2 separate regions of the Sus scrofa genome follow, and region 2 is linked to region 1. A link is a contact called in public Hi-C data. All regions are on one chromosome and are shown on one strand. Each heading gives the region's core, a stretch centred on a gene start, on an enhancer-like site or on the middle of the called end of the contact. The rest is flanking DNA. Distances are from core to core; before and after follow the strand shown.

Evidence for each region. A called contact is a pair of places that touch in the nucleus more often than the background predicts.
Region 2: a Hi-C map of liver shows a contact between it and region 1, with 1.9 times the contacts expected there. The contact joins two enhancer-like sites. A contact is called at or near these places in 1 of 5 promoter capture datasets (liver) and 1 of 47 Hi-C or Micro-C datasets (liver).

Annotation. Positions count from the first base shown.
Region 1 is chr4:31,103,018-31,108,490 of Sscrofa11.1, reverse strand. The region is part of intron 2 of OXR1 (oxidation resistance protein 1); the gene reads left to right. Among named protein-coding and RNA genes, the nearest start is that of OXR1, 150 kb to the left of the region's middle. Within about 2 kb of position 2,175, at least 3 of the 83 cell types and tissues checked have an H3K27ac peak or open chromatin away from gene starts, as enhancers often do. A contact at or near this core is called in liver, where this site is marked.
Region 2 is chr4:31,171,811-31,177,283 of Sscrofa11.1, reverse strand. All of the region lies in intron 1 of OXR1 (oxidation resistance protein 1), which reads left to right. Among named protein-coding and RNA genes, the nearest start is that of OXR1, 80 kb to the left of the region's middle. Within about 2 kb of position 2,628, at least 3 of the 83 cell types and tissues checked have an H3K27ac peak or open chromatin away from gene starts, as enhancers often do. A contact at or near this core is called in liver, where this site is marked.

The DNA of each region.
Region 1 (5,473 bases), core at 926-3,425:
CATTTATTCATGTAATAAATCACTATTGGGCATCTACCAGGTATCAGATACTATGTTAGATACTGAGTTATACCACCAAATAAGGCTGAGAAGTATTTTTGCCCTTATACAATTAATTCCATAAATAAGTATTTATTTATACTTGAGGTGAGTGTTAAGGAAGAGTATCTTTTGAGATGAGAATGACTGATAGGGAGGTTAGAGCTAGTGTATAGGAGAGAGATTTCTCTATGAAAGTAATATGTGTGTTGAAAGCTGCCTGTGGGCAAACTTCCTGAGGTGGGAGAGTACTGGTGTCACAAGAATGATGAGTGAGGTGGGAGAGTGGGGTGACACAAAGCAAGGCCAGAGCATGCACAGCACTTGGGGCCAGGTTAAACATGCTGCCTTTTATCTCAAGGATACCCATTGTATGGGAGTTCCTGCTGTGGCTTAGCAGAAGGGAACCCGACTAGGATCCATGAGGTTGCATGTTTGATCCCTGGCCTTGCTGAGTGGGTTAAGGATCCAACATTGCTGTGAGATGTGGTGTAGGTTGTAGACACAGCTCAGACCCTGAGTTTCTGTGGCTGTGGTGTAGGCCAGCAGTGGCAGCTCTGATTCAACCCCTAGCCTGGGAACTTCCATATGCCTCAGGTGCAGCCCTAAGAAAAAAAAAAAAAAAAAAAAAGGAGACAGAGAGATACCAAAGGATACCTATTGTGTACTACACTGTGAAGGCAATGTGGAGTTTATAATTGGGACATGATAGGCACATGATGGTACCTAATTGGCAACATGGAGGATATGAAAGTGTGAAAGTCCTAGTTGGTTCATTCAAGAAGCCCACAGTGTCCTAAGGGAGACATATGAATGATGCTTCTTCTCCCATATGAAGTTTCTGAAAGAGAATGTCCCTTACTTTTCATTTTATCTCCTGTCCCTATTACAGTAGATTTGTGTTCAGTAGTAAATATACGTTGATTGCAGAGTTCCTGTTGTGGCTCAGCAGTAATGAACCTGACTTGTATCCATAATGATGTGTGTTTCATCTCTGGCCTTGCTCAGTGGGTTAAGTATCTGGCATTGCTGTGAGCAGTGATGTAGAGGTTGCAAAGGTGGCTTGGATCCTGCATTGCTGTGGCTGTGGTCTAGGCTGGCAGCTGCAGCTCCAATTCAACCCCTAGCCTGGGAACCTCCATATGCTGCAGGTGTAGCCCTAAAAAGAAAAAAATATGTTCATTGCATACTTTTTTATAAATATCCCATAGTGCAATGATAAGGCTTTGCTTATCCAAGGTCCCTGATTTCTGTACAACTCTTTGAGTCTTAAAACATTGGCCTTTTAGCATCTAGAGAGTTTATGGCTTTGGGCCACTTGTGCCTTTGATGCTTTATGATTAAACTATATCATTTTAGGTACAGTGTCACCCTAGGAGCCTTGTACTATATTCAGAACAGTAAAAGTGCTGTGCTGTAAAAGGCACTCTTACATACTTGCTATCACTCCCACAGTATAAGAACTGAACATGTTGGAACCAAACTGCTTAGGATCCAGTGGTGACTTTGCTACTCACTAGCGCTGCAGTCTTCTAATTTTCTGGTCCTCAGTTTCTCCCCTCAGTAAAATGGGGAGAAAAGCAGAGTCTCCTTCATAGGATTGTTTTGAAGGTTGAATTAAATATGCCCATACATTTGTTAGTATACTTCCAATGCCAATAAATACCAAACACTCAAAAATGTTACCTGTTTTTATTATTGTTGCTATATCAGGTAATTCTCACAATTCCTCTGAGATACTAATAATTCTAGCATTTGAACCTGAATTTTTTTTGGGGGGGGGCAGCCTTCACTCTTGACTGTGTCAAGTTGTCTCAGGTTTTTTATGTCTCTTAGGAAATTTCCTCAGCTAAATCCAGTAGCGTACACAGCAGTCCCTAACATCCCAGAAGGCAATCTGCCCTTCAGATGTGAGCTACAACTCACGTCTCAAAATGAGCTGTTAATATGAAAGCTACTTAAGGCCCAACATTGGAAACAATTTCCAGACCTTTTTAAAATTGTCACCACCGTGAATAAGAGAGTGCAGCTTACAGCATTAAAACCAAACAGACCTTTGGGCTGTGAGCAGTTCCCACCTAAGTGTTCTTATCAATTTCCATAACCTAATTTATTTTGGCACAGAAAGTTCTTGAACAAATATTATCATTTTTCAAGGTGAATACACGAGTCAGGGAGTTTTAGACCTTTAAAACTCTGCCCTGAAATAGAATTCTGTCAAGGATCAAGTCAGGCAATGTGAGTCTTTCTTTTTATTGGTTAACTAGTAGATTGAACTTTAATTCTTGTATGTAACGGAGGTGATTTTCCTTTCCTTTGGGTGTTTTCCTGTATTTTCCAAAAGTTTTATAATAAATGTGTATTATTTATATAATCAGATAAATCATTTCCTTTTAAAAAGATATATGTATTTCATAACAGGATGATGATGTGTATTTATCTCTTCCATAATCCTATTTATTTTTATTAGCTTTTTAAGGGAACACTTAATGCTCAATGTGTTATAGAAATTCAGTGATAGATGGTAACTTGCATTATTATGAAAGTTATTCTTGATAGGTACCTTGTGAGTTTTCCTTGCTTTCCAGGGAATACATTTGGTTGTCTGTGACTGACTTAGAATATTTTTTGACAAATAATTAAAGAAAAATTTGTTTTAAATAAGATTCAGGTTTGCCTTCATTTAGATTTTTGTTTTTAATATACACCTTATCTTTCTAGGGTTGTTACTGATCTGGCATATTCATTATACATGAGGCATGTTTTTAGTATTTTCGTTCTATGCTAATTTTTGGCTTTGGCTTTTGCTTTGATCTAATGCCGCTTTTAAATACATGGTCATTTAATATTAGACTATTAGACTAAAATGTGTGTATTCAGAGCACATGCAGATACTTGATCCCAGAAACCAAACCCTCTTGGACTCTCCAAGCACTCTTCTTAAAATTCAGTATCCTTCCTTACACACTGGCCTTTATTAATGTATGCACTAATAATTATAGAAAGGCATCGAAGTCTATCAAAGTTGTGGTTAAGACTCCAAAATCTTAAAAAATTTCAGGTCTCCTGGACACAGTTACTTATTATTAGACATTGGTAAACTGGATAAGACCTAATCAAGACAAATTTTCAGTAACACAGAAAAGAATTTTAATAGGTTGGTTAAGGGCCCAGAATTAGATTTTATTTTTATTTTATTAGAGAGCCCAATGCTATCTAGTCTATATTCTTAATCAGATGTTTTCTAGTTTTCAGAGCAGACCCAGTTCTCACTGCATACATGGTGGTTAGCATGTTGTAAATAACAAAATAGGATGAAAATATAGCTAATGCTGTAACTATTTTAGTTGAATATCTTGTAATAATGTTGTCATTGGAAATTCACAGTGCTTTTTTTCCTTACCAATATATATTTTTTTTTTGTCTCAATGAAGAGTGAGGGGGCTCTGTTAAGTTTCTGAGTTTGATGAGCTTATTTGCAACATTTAGGATTTTGTTTTCCAGCATTGACGGTTTTGGGGGGTTTGGTTTGTATATGTGCCATCAATGATTTGTCACTTATAAAAGGGCAGGTATTTCCTTTGTGACAAGTACTAAGACATCATGAACAACTCCAAGGTGACAGAGTTGACATGTTTTTTGTCACATGTCATTCAAGGAGAGAAGAAGCTATTTTGAGTTGGAGAAATCAGGGGCAGGAAGGCCAGTGTATATTGATTTTCTACCATATGCCAGACACTATAATAAGATCGTTACAGGTGGGATCTCATTTAACCTGCTCAAGGTCATCAGTAAGTGGAAAAAATATATAATTTAGAATCAACTCTATCTCATTCAAAATTGATATTTTTTCTCCATTTGTACAATTTACATTCTTTAATAAATAGGATATTTTCAAAATACATCAGAAAAGCTGGGGAAAACTTGGGTCATAGAAAGGGATGGGCGGGCATGGATGTTAAAAATGGGAAGCAGAAAGACTAATCTTGTCAGAGCCTCTGGGGTAAAGAATATACATCAGAAAGGATGCTTGAGAAATGAGAAGTTTGCTTGGACCGGATCAGAACAAGCTTCAGAATGGTGAACATACAGACTGGAAAGGAAGGTTAGCAACATATTGAAAAGGACTTTTAAATGCCAAGACAAGGAGTATGGACTTAATTAGGAAGGCAACAGGGAGCCACTGAAGGTTTTGTGCGGAGGAGCAATATGATTACAGCTGACAGCAGTCTTAATAAGGCTTAATAAATAGTACAGTTTATAACCTTAGGCCAACTGCTGAGCAGAAGCCAAAAGCTGTGCTGCAGAATTAGCAAACTAATTACTGTGAGGGATGATGGCCTGAATTTAATCTGAGTCATCCTTTATAATGCAGTAGAAACTCCTGGAAATGTAAACAAATAACTAAAGTGACAGGTGACATGTCTTCACAGAGTCTGTTACCTTTATTTGACACCACAGAGGCACACTGTTAAAAATGCCTTAACAGGGCTGTAATTTACTTTTCATCATTTTTGAAACTTCTCTTCTTTGTAAATATCCAGTATATTTTTATGGCTTTTCAGCAGGCCTAAAATCTATTGCCATCTGTCTTATCACTTGTAATAATGCTTTGCCATTTTTATTGGTATTAATATGCTTTGCCAAAAGGGAAGGCTTCATTATGTTATCTCAGTTTGAAATAACAGCTGATGTTGACTAGAAGACAATATTCAAATTTCAGTTCTAGCCACCAGGATTTTTTTTTTTTTTTTTCATTTAGAGAGTAGGCTACATAAGTTTCCTGTCTTTTCACTATTTTAAGAGACTTTCAGTGTGTTTGTGTGTTTGTGTGTGTGGTGTGCATGTGTGTGCATGCACCCATACATGTGAGAGTGAGAGAGAATATGCATATGTGTATGTAGAGAAAGGACTAGATATCTATCCCATTGCTTCCTTCTGGGGAGTAACTCCTGGAGAACAAAATAGTTGCATAAAGTTTCTTATGAAACACATTCTCTTTAATACATTATGGTGATTATTCTCACCATTAATAGTGAGAAATGTATGCTTCCTTGTCAGCAATCCAATATAGTTTTGAACTTATATAATTTTACATATTACATTATGGCTAGTTTGTTGATATTTCCCAACCACCTCACCCCCCGCCCCAGCCAGATGGTGTGCTCCGGAGGGCACAGTTTATACTTTTGGTGCAGAGCATGGCACCTGGCTTGTAGTACATCTTCAAATAGTCAGCCCGTACTGTTGAAGCTTTCCTTTTAGGACAATCTTGCCAGGGCATTCATTCACACAACAGATTTTGAGAAACTCCTAAGTACTTTGCCAGGTAAACAGAATACAGTCCCTTCTCTTAAAAAGCTTGTAAAAAGCTTATAGACAAACGATCAGATAATTACTATATAATCTATAAGTGTTGTGATTGGTGTAGGTA
Region 2 (5,473 bases), core at 1,379-3,878, 68 kb before region 1:
CAATCCCCCGCCTGGTACATTGGGTTAAAGGATCTGGTGTAGGTCAGTCCCTGGCCCAGGAACTTCCATATGCCATGGCTGTAGCCATAAAAATAAAAATAAAAAAAACACATATATTCCTGCAATACAGATAGCGCTCAGTATCTGGACTTTCACCATCCAAATATTTTCTACATTTTACTGAAATTTTCACCAAAATATACTATCCAAATAGAAATTCAAGTGACAAGTTTATACAGTGCAGCAATGAAATGTCAAGTGGTAGGTGAGTCTGTAGGAGAATGTGTTCTTCCATCATAGACTAGCAGTGTCTCTTATAGGAAGATAGGTTCTCTTGTCTTCTAAGGAAATAGAAAGGCCTTTGAAGAAAGTTGGTGAGCACAAAATGTCTGGGAAATCCCATTCAATAGAAGGAAGTATAAAATATATTGAGGGAGGTGAACACATAAAAGATGTAAGCCTGGTCATGTTTCTCTCTCCATCTATAACATCTATGACAACACTATAATAGGATTTTTCATCTTGGAAAGCTTCACTGTGTCACTCAAGCATGGCCTGGTATGTTTGAAATGTTAGAAATATGTCTCATGCAGTGGATAATCATAGTCTTTGAAACCAGGTAGATGCTACTGAAGGTACTACCTACTTTGAAGATCTGAAGAAGAAGATGAAAGAGATCATTTGGTAAAGAAGTCAAGTTTGAACCTCAAGCCTAGAATTGTACAAATGATTTAAAAACTATGCAAGACAGCAGCATTTGAAGATCACAGAGGAAGCAGCTTCTTGGTGATGAGGTTGCAGCAGTCTTTCCCAGTGAATTACAGAAAAATATTGACAAAGGGAGCCAGTAAATTTTCATAAATACTACTTTTCTTGATAAAATCTGGCATTTTAAAGTGAATATCATCTATCAGAGGATAAGACCAAAGATCCAGGGCATGAAATATCCAAAGATGAGCTGACACAACTATTAAGTGAACATTTAAAAGTAATGTTAAAAAAACCAACCAACCAACCAACAATAACCCATGTATTTGTATAACTCTGAACACCCTGGGGCCCTTAAGGAAATGTTGTAAATTGTCTGTTATGTAATTCTCAAATCATAAAACTTAGACAAAGGAGGCATTCAGTCGTTACTCAAGGAGTCATAATTTCTGAAGTTCATTTTTTTAGGGGTGTGAATTCTTAGAACAGCATAAAGAATTGAAGTGGAGACGAGTTAATTTTTATTTTATTTATTTGGCTGTGTCGTGCAGTGGCTTGATGTGGGAACTCAGTTTCCAGACCATGTATTGAACCTGAGCCACAGCGGTAAAAGTGCCAAATCTTAACCACTAGAACAACAGGGAACCCCTGAGTTAATTTTTATTTTATAAGATAGTTGATGAAGTTGTTGATGCTGTTGGTTCTGTAAAGAAATACAATGTGGATGATAAGTTAAGAACAATTTTTTTTCCATATCAGTGTAGATATGTGAACTCTTTTTCCACCCTTAATTCATTTCACCAATCTCGGCATCATCCCCCTGCAAAAGTAACAGTGTACCTCCGTGGGCTGTGGCTTCCTTGAACCTTCAGTGATACTCTGATGTTTAGAGACATTTTTCTCTCACTCCAAAAGCCATAAGTTCCTCAGTTTTAATTAAGCATGTCTGTCTCTGCAAAAAGACAGCGAAAGGCTATTAGAGAAAACCACTTCTTTTCCAGGCTCACTGAAAGGACTTGTTTAAAGGGAGTGAACTGATTTTGATGATGTTGGGTATATTCGAATAATGTCCAAAAGAAGAAAACATTTGCCTTAGTAAAGGGTGACATGCAAATATTTTTCTTGTAATCTGTATCTGAAGGAAATGCCTCACTCTAAGATGCTAAACTCCCTAAGAATACATGTAGAGACTGACTAGTGGTTTTCAACAAAGAAGCTATAACATGTAAGATTTCTTTTCTTGGAAGTAGGGTTTATATCTGTCTTGTGAGTCTCTGGTATGCAGATGACCTCATTGTTAATCAGAGGGAAGAACAGAAGAAAAATCAGTAATTTTAGTGACCATAATAATACAGCAATTCAATAAGATCAGTTAAGAGGTATTTATTGATTGTTCCTTCTAGATGATAAACCATGCTAAGTAGTATCAGACAGGTAAACCATAACAGTATCAGACAGGTAAACCATAACATTAGTGAAATGTGGTAACTATTGCAATAGAAATATGTATATAATGAGAAGGGTGCAGATAGGAAAGGGACATCATTCTACCAAGTTTTAAATTACAAAAGTGCTGGTATTTGAGCTGCATTTTGCAGGACAAATAGGATCTCAGAGAGACAGCCGTGAGTGATGACTTGAAGTGAGACCTTAATTCCCTGTTCAGGAATTGCACCTGGACAGCCTAGGTGAAAATTGGAATTGAATTGCCCTGATTCTTGCCCCATTGAAGGCAAGAATGTTTCAAGGAGGTGAAGACTGTTTTTATAGGTAGAAAGATTATTGTTAGAGACAAGTACAAGATGTGGGAAAGCACACAGAGAAACAGTTCAGGAGCAAAACAGGGCATGTGGACACCCCTGCAAGTGGGAAATGTGCCAAGGGGTTGATTTAAATAACTTACATAGAGGCAGTTCTTCCAGGTCTTTGTTTTCCTTTGGGCAATTATCTTGTTTTCTTTCTACACCCGATCAGAGCCAGGGCCCTTCCCGATCTGTGTGTGCATCTTTTGGCCCAGATGGATTCCAGAGCAAGGGCCTGTGCGAAGGTTACCAGGACTTATTATGGCCTGAGTCTCCTTCCTTTCTTGACCCTGAGGGGTCTTTCTGCACATGTGTAGTTGGGGTCTCCCTGACCCCGAGGATGGGAGGTATGTGACCTGTTGATCTCTTACCCTGACAGAGCTTAGCCCTTCTCTACCCCTGCCATTACCTTTGTTTAACAGTATTAAGCAATTGTTTAACATTGGTTAACTTTGCACAGAAGGGAAAGTCCAGTTATTTGCCTTATTCCCATTAGTGTTTCTATCTCAGTGTATAAACACGTGGCTGGTTGTAAACTCTATCCTGGAGCCCACCTATGTCCTGCATCAAGAAGTATAAACGTGAGAGTAGTTGTAAATGTCTATCCTGGAGCCCATGTATTTCCTGCCTCAGATCTTCCAGACCGGGAGGGAAGAGACATTCCTGCAAGTGGGAATATAAGGATCCGTCTGTTGATTCTGAACTATAGGCATCATATTGTTTACTTTATTCAGGACACCCAAGCATGGTGTTGCCAGGCCTTAGGAGCCAAGCAGGGTCAGGATAGCTTGAGATGAGGATGAACAAGGTGATCTGAGCTGAACTGTAAAGGGCCTGGAAGCCAGGGCTGGCCAGTCTTCTGGAAAAAATCAACAACTATGTATTACATTCCTAACCTACATTGCGTTACAGGTTGGTTTCCACCATGTCTCTCAAATTTTGAATATTAGAGTGCTTACATTCTGAGACTATAGGAAGATTCATGAAGTGTGCCTAAGATATTTTTTCCCTTGAAAGATTTATTTAGAAAAAAAAAATCTGCTGCTTTTTTCTTTCTGCTTTTAATTAGACTGAATTTTGGCAATCTTTTTCACTGGGCAGTCCATACAAGACTGAACCTTTAGTGACTCATTAAAATGTTTTGTAAATTCTAAAAATCCTTAGGCAGTTTAGATGCATCATACTTTTTTTACTTTAAGGGATGTACCTGTGGCATATGGAAGCTAACAGGCTAGGGGTCAAATTTGAGCTGCAGCTTGTGGCATATGCCACAGTCACAGCAATGCAGGATGCAAGCTGTGTCTGTGACCTACACCACAGCTAATGGCAATGCTGGATCGTAAACGCACTGAGTGAAGGATCAAACCCACATCCTCAGGGATACTAGTCAAGTTTGTAATCTGCTGAGCCACAATGGGAATGCCAAGATGCATCATACTTTTAAAAAGGCGTATCTATTTAGTGCTACCCTTGTATAACAATGTATACCTGAAAATTTTCAGTTTTGAACTGAGAATTCAATTTAATATTTTTGACTAGTTCCAATGCACAGAGTGCCATGCTAAGCCTTCAGCAGTGGGTGAAAACAAATTCTGTGAATGGTAGCAATCCAACAGGCATGAAGACAAGCCAGAAAATAGAGGATGGACAATGTGAGAGAAGATCGCAAGTGTAGTATTTAGGTGGTAGGGAGTCTTCGCAGGTTTCCTGAAGAAGGAATTTGTGTATATAAGTGCTTTGCCTTAATAAAGTTAATTTCTAATATGGATTGATGGCCAGAGAAAAATTAGAAGCCAATGCAACAGTTTCCAGCCAGTGATTTGAAAATTGTATACCAAAGAAGACTAAGGCTGAAGGGAGAGGCTTCAGGGATTTTCCAAACAAAGACATGTTCCTCATCAAACACTAAACTGTTCAAAGGACTTTTTTTTTTAACTCTCTTTTCAATTAGATTGCTGGTCCATTCATAAGATTTTAAATTATGCTTTATTATTTATTGTTTATATATTTCATATACTTTAAAATATCTGAAAAATAAAGACATTTAAGGGAAAAGTTACCTGTAAGGGCTGTAACCTGGGTGGTGGTAGTAGGGGAAAAAGAGGCAATGACCTAAGGAGATATTATTAAGTGGTTAAAAACAAAACCAAATGAAACCAGGAGTTGGCAGTTGTTTAATAAATATCTAGAACAAAATGGTTCTGAAAGTTTTGGAAAAAAAGATCAGATTCATCGATAGAACTTTTTGAATTATCTCCTGGGAAAGTCATGTTAGACAAAACTTTGAAGAATTTTGACATAAAGGAAACAGAGGGATGATGATGAACTACCAGAGCATTAGGGGAGCCTGAATGTTTCAGCATTCCAGAAGTCAATGAAGGAGCTTTGGGGACAAGTGGACAGAGAGAGTGGAGTCTGACAGAGGCTATTGGAATCAGAATGCTGTTGAAATTGAATATTGGAAAGCTGCTTTTGATGAGAATATTGAAGTAGAAACCAGAGAGCATAAGTGGATGGTGAAAAAGAGAAGACACTGTTCATAGGCAGTATTTTGTGGAGTTTGTCAGTAAAAGGAATAAGTAGGATAAAGAAATTGTTTAAAATCATAACGAGGAAAGATTGTAAAGAATCATGGACATAGAGGAGAACCAGGAAGAGATGGAGATGGAAGAGGTAGGCAACACAGAAATTTATGACTACATTATGATCTGAGAAAAAATTAGATCAAACTGCAAAGCACAGGAGGAAAAGGTGTCATTGTAGTTCATATAAGACTAAAATGAATATGATCCAGCAATCCCACTCCTGGGCATCTATCCAGAGAAAACCATAATTTGAAAAGATACATGTACCCCAGTGTTCATTTTAGCATTATACAATAGCCAAGACATGGAAGCAACCTAAATGCCCATCGACTGAGGAATAGATAAAGAAGATGTGGTACATATACGCAATGGAATATT